Linked DNA regions of Mus musculus: region 1 is linked to region 2. A link is a contact called in public HiChIP or PLAC-seq data. All regions are on one chromosome and are shown on one strand. Each heading gives the region's core, a stretch centred on a gene start, on an enhancer-like site or on the middle of the called end of the contact. The rest is flanking DNA. Distances are from core to core; before and after follow the strand shown.

Evidence for each region. HiChIP or PLAC-seq counts read pairs in DNA pulled down with a chosen protein or histone mark.
Region 1: an H3K27ac HiChIP or PLAC-seq map of embryonic stem cells shows a contact between it and region 2, with 5 times the contacts expected there. The contact joins two enhancer-like sites.

What each region holds. Positions count from the first base shown.
Region 1 is chr10:110,931,114-110,933,940 of GRCm38.p6, reverse strand. It overlaps Csrp2 (cysteine and glycine-rich protein 2), which reads right to left. Exons shown (of 6, transcript NM_007792.4): 2 at 1,874-1,986. The coding sequence starts at 1,985. Among named protein-coding and RNA genes, the nearest start is that of Csrp2, 12 kb to the right of the region's middle. Within about 2 kb of position 1,575, at least 162 of the 459 cell types and tissues checked have an H3K27ac peak or open chromatin away from gene starts, as enhancers often do. A contact at or near this core is called in embryonic stem cells, where this site is marked.
Region 2 is chr10:108,237,922-108,240,968 of GRCm38.p6, reverse strand. Ppp1r12a (protein phosphatase 1, regulatory subunit 12A) reads right to left here. Exons shown (of 25, transcript NM_001368736.1): 6 at 790-864; 7 at 102-190. Among named protein-coding and RNA genes, the nearest start is that of Ppp1r12a, 77 kb to the right of the region's middle. Within about 2 kb of position 1,763, at least 9 of the 459 cell types and tissues checked have an H3K27ac peak or open chromatin away from gene starts, as enhancers often do. A contact at or near this core is called in embryonic stem cells, where this site is marked.

The DNA of each region.
Region 1 (2,827 bases), core at 326-2,825, 2.7 Mb before region 2:
CACTGATAGAACACTTGCCTAGCAAGTACAAGGCCCTAGGTTCAAACCCTAGACGGCAAAAAAAAAAAAAAAAAAAAAAAAAAAAAAAAAAAAAACAACAACAACAACAACAAAAAAAAAAAAACAACAACAACAAAAAAAAAGTCTCCCATCTATGTTACCACAACAGGACTAAAACCACAGCTTGCTGGTGGCCATCTCGCTTCCCTCCGTAGCTCTTCTAGCCTCTCCCAAGAGTCCTCAGGGTCTGTGTGTGACCCTGAGTTACCTTGTTCGGGCTTCAGACAACAGGGAAAGAGGAAAGCTGACAGTGAACAGCCTGACAGTAAATAGACACTGGCTTTGTTATGGCACAGCCATTGGGGCTTATCCCAGAAGAAAACGAGAACCATTTCTAAAGTATTTGCATTTCAGATTTCCAACATTTTGCTTAGTCACATGCCTGTTGAAATCCAGATTTTACTTAAAAAAAAAAAATCACAGAGAAAAAGTTCACTACGTTGGAAAAGAAATAGTTTTGCCAAATCTGAGGGGCAGTGGCCATTATGAAGTTACAAAAAAAAATATGCATGTGTAATAATTTGACTTTTCATAACCATGGCTTTCTGTTAGATTTTACTGTCTGTGAACCACACATACTGTACATAAACACAGACAGCTTGAATGCTGGCAGCCATGGAAACAAGACAAGCCACATTTGAAAGTTTCATTCCTAAAGTGTAATTCTTTTTTTTTTTTCAAGAAAGAGTTTCTCTGTGTAGCCCTGGCTGTCCTGGAACTCACTTTGTAGACCAGGCTGGCCTCGAACTCAGAAATCTGCAACTCCCCCTCCGCGCCCCCCCCCCATGCTGGGATTAAAGGCGTGTGCCACCACACACTGGCCCAGCAAATTTATGTTTAAAATATAGCTGTTTACAGTACTTTTCACTGTATAATCTAGAAATAAGGCACATTTCTGCATGCATGGATCCTTCATTAGAGAAACTTCTATCATTTGACTCCTGGTGAGTTTCTCAGGCCATGAGGCTACACGGCTTTTGAAATGACTTAAATGTCTTCTGAAGGGGTTTTTTCCTCTTCTTGTTTCTCTCATGGGTGTTTATTCTTCAGAACACACAGATAAGTGTTTTATGTCCTACTTCCACATAATAAACAATGATAATCCCAGTGTGCCTGTAGGGACCTAGGTATGCTATATTCTTCTGCCAAATTGAGAATTCCAATTGCTGTGATCAACTAACAAGCAATACCGTAGAACAGAGATTCTCAACCTGTGGGTCGCAACCCCATGACCCATATCAGATATTCTGTATCAGATATTTGCATTACGATTCATAACAGTGTATGTAGTGAATCATGACTGTATGGCTGAGGGTCACCACAACACAAGGAACCGTATTATAGGATCGCAGCATTTAGAAAGTTGAGACCCCCGGCTATAGAAGGTCAAATTTGAAGGTTCTGTAGAAACCAAGCTTGTATACTCTGAACTTCAGTTGTTGGTGTTCAGAAGGGAGCCCAGCAAGAAAGAGAAAAGTGGCAAAGATCAACTTATTAACCGAATCAAGCCAAACACACAGGGTGTGCCAGAAACTTTCAGTAGGTGCCAGATTGTCCCGAGGACACAGACAGAGGTGACAAAGGCTAAGGCCAACTGGCCAGAACTGAGGGCTAGGTGGTCTTCCCTCTGGCTCAGTCCTCAGCGTCTTAAGATCAATGACATAAAAACCGCCCATTGGGCTAGAGAGATGACTCAGCGGTTAAAACAAAAAACAAACAAACAAAAAACCCCGTCACTCTAAACCATTTCTCTTAGCTAGCATTGTTATTTTTCTTCCAGAGGTGAACTGAAGGGGGAGGGGACCATACTCACTGCACAGGAAGCAGCAGCGATGGAAGCTCCGCCCATCGCACTGCACCTCTTCCGCGTGGTACACGGTTCTCCCGCAGGCCCCGCACTTATTTCCACCGCCCCAGACAGGCATTCTGCGGAACAAAGGATGCATTAGGATGCTTGTTTTACGAGTTCCCTCCGGGCTGCTTCAGCCCACGAGACAGTGCGTACTAGCAGATCCTGCTTCTTCGTGAACCACCCAAACCACATCTTTCAGAGGCCCGCGTTCCTCCAAAATAGCTCCATCTCCACTCCCAAATTATAGCTCTCATTAGGAAACTGACTCAGACAGCCTCTTTTCTAGAAGACAAAGGGATCTTTGCATCCAGTGGAAGAGACAGGTCACCAGAGTACAATGCAAAGTAAGCCCCTAGAACCCACAGGAATAATATGGGAGTGGAGAGACAGACACAGTCTTCTCCCACACCCAGCTCTTAATGAGCCTTTTACAAACTCAGCGGGAAAGCTTGCATTATAGTTCTCTGCTGTATGTTTAATTCAGTGCAAAGACATTGAGTTCTTAGCATTTAATGTACATAAGCAAGGAACATATTTGTATGTACAGAGTCCAATTACAGCTCACGTAGCTTTCTGTGGCTAGCACAACTGCCCTGGAACCCCCCACGGTCACCACAACAAACATGTCCAGATGGCTGCCAAGTAAGTTGCTGTGCGCTTCACTAACCCCCAAAGCCCCTAGTCCCGCCAACAGTTGGTGTTCCCACTCAGCCAGGTTTGTCAGGCCTACAGAAAACGCTATCAAGTCCCCTTCTCTGCAGTGACTGTCATGGTATGTGGGGACAGTCTCCAAACATGGTCTGATGTGATGTGAAATCCCAGACTATCTATGATGTAGGGGCAACATTCGCTAATTCCCCTTAACAAACCGGCCTCCCGGGACAGCTTAACTGGCTGATTTCGGAATGTCAGCGT
Region 2 (3,047 bases), core at 514-3,013:
TCTAGTTTCCCCTTGGAAACCCCCCTACCCCCTCTTCCCTTCCCCTGCTCCCCAACCCACCCACTCCCATTCCCAGCCCTGGCCTTCCCTACTTTACTCACTTTTTAAAAGCCTTCTGTGGTTGATTGTTTTCCATATTTGCTGTGGACTCGATCAGTGGAGATTTCTTATCCCGCTTCTCACTATGGAGCTTTATTCACAATTATGTGAAGAAACAGGAAGGGTGGCATGAAGTAGCAAAGTACAAAGTACAAGGAGAACAGAGTTTTAAAAAGTGGCATTATAAAAAGATCTAAATTTTAGCTGCAAAGGAAAAGCTTGAAAAACACTTGGCAATTTGTAAACAACACCACAACCCAGTAATTCTAACCAATAATAAAAAGAAAAGCTTAACCCGTCTAACTTCAGTTCACAAAGAAGTCAGCGCCCACTGACTACGTAAGGTGGGTGTTGACAGGAACTTATGTAGAATCCGTTTCCTAGTTATGAAGTTCCTTATTTGTTTGGGCCTGCTATTATAAACTCAGTTTACTATAACACCACTAAGCATGTTGTCTTAGGAAATTAGAAAAGCATGCTATAAATACTCAGTTTTTTAGAAAGCAAGACAGAGAAATAGGCAACCAATATTATGAGCGCCCAGCAGCAGCAGCCCGCATTCAAGCCCACTGTCATTGTGTTTGATTACGAAGGTAAGAAGTAAGAAACATTACCAGAACACCGAAAACGCTTGAAATTCAAAGCTATAGAGAACTCATTAATATAAGTATTTTTAGCAGTTAAACATACCAGAGTTTGTTTTTTTTGCAACTCTTCTAGATATCCCAAAATGTCTTCATCTGCTACATCAAAGGCTGTTTGGCCCTAGACAGGAAATGAGAAGTAGCCACAGTAAAAAGTCAATATACCATAAAATGACATCAACAATTCTTACTAATTACACAGCTATCTAGGTAAGTGTGCGTACACTCACACATTGCTGTTTGTGTAGGTATATATGCATGTGTATGAGTGTGCTCTATCTTACAGACAGGGTCTCTCGTAGGCCTGGAACTCACCAAGTAAGCTAGGCTAGGCCAGTGAACCCAACAGATCCACTTGCCTCTGCGCCCCGGCTCTGGAAATAAAAGCACAGGCTGCCACACTCAGCTTTTATATGAGTTCTGGGAATTGAACTTGGATCATAAGACTAGCAAGGCAAGCACTTCACTGACTTCAGGTATCTCTCCAGCCCCAAGAATCACGTTTGATGGAAGTTAAAAATGATAGACTATACAGGACTCCAAGGACACATGAGAAACGCATGTGAGTATGCCTTCCATATACTTTAGGACCAGAATGCGTGCATTGTTTTGAGAGTATCAACAGCTGCAACTCCCTTGCTACAATTTAGAAGTAAAATTTCACCACCCTCAAAAGAATAAGTGGATCCTTCTTGTACCATCTTCCATTCCACTTAAGCCACCTTGTATCTATCTATCTATATGCTGATCAAACACTTTACATGGATCAAACTGAACAACTCTCTGCTAGAACTCTTTGGGATAGGTTTCTTTTACCTCACATGCTGTGAGACTCATCTGTGTAATGACATGTATGACTACTTCACTCCCTTTTACTGGGAAACACAATTCCCTGCCTCGGCTCATTTTGCTAATGTAAATCATTTGCTTTGGCTTTCCGCCTAACGTAAGCACTGCTGCCGGCTAAGAGCAGGCCGCTCCTGCAGAGTGGTGACTGCCTAGAGCTCCAGGTCTAAGGGCTCTGCGGCCTACACTCAAGCGCACCTGCACTCAACTGCACACACAAATTACAATAATAAAGGCAAATGAAGCACCACCACGAACAAAACAATTCTGTTTGTGGGCTACTCCCACGTTCAAAGTGGACCGATGTGGTAACTCTAGGATTTGAGGCCTTTTGACTTGATTATCTTCTAAAACTTGACTAAAGATGTATGGATACGTGCAGGTGTACATGCACTGTGTGTGTGCATATGCAGCAACCGCAATGATCAGTTTTAAAATTACTTCAAAGGATCATTTGTCAGTCTACTTTTATTCCCCGTGGTAACAAAATTCCCCATTTCTGCCTTAAAAGCTAAGAATTAAATTGAGTTAAAAAAAAATCCTGTTATAAAACAACTGATCCAAATTTTAACGTAGTATGTTAATTTCAATTTTGTATTTCTGTACAATTCAAAAATTTTAGAAACTCTTCTAACTTAATGCAACTTTTATCTAAAATCATATTACAGACTCAAGATCATGCTCTTATGGTCAAATAACTCAATTACTCCTTAAAATTTACCAACTCGTACAAATAAAATACCACCCTGAACTTTTAAATTGTAATTACATTTTTGAAGCAGTTAAATAAGAAAGGGTTCTTTTAATAACCAAGGAATTTCTCTTTTAATAGTTAGAAACGGGGTTCCCTTACTAACCTTTCTTTTCATTTTCTCCTTTCATTAATGACTCTGCTTTGCAAACAGCAGCTCATAGAGAATGAAAACTCAAGTAAAATGTGGCCTATACACAGAGAAAAATTTCCAATGTAAACTGCACACCTCTACCACCCAGCCACACGTACCAATCACATAACCACGACTGTCATGCAATCTGAAAGACACTAAGAAGCGGAAGGAGACTGAACACTGTAACTCTCCCCACGGGCTCTGGCTTCACTACTGGGACGCAAGCACAGGAAAGCAGCTCAGTCAGGTAGAGCAGCTGGAAACAACCAAGGACGCAGTGATGAGACACTGGGAAGTAGGAGCTCGTGTCAAAGCAAGGGAACAGAACAAGCTGCTTGAACATCAGTTCAATATACCTACAAGTTAGCGAAGCCACAGATCTAGCAAGAACATGGCTTGATTTACTTCCCCCTCGCTGCAGTTTTTTCTCAGCTGTTTTAAATGAATTGCTTTTGCAGACCTAATTCTTTTAGTCTTTGGTGGAACTAGTAGTGAAGGCAGCTGGTACAGAACTGATGATGCTTTCCATCGTTCAGATGGAAAGCCCGAGTGTCTAGCTGATAGAGAACGG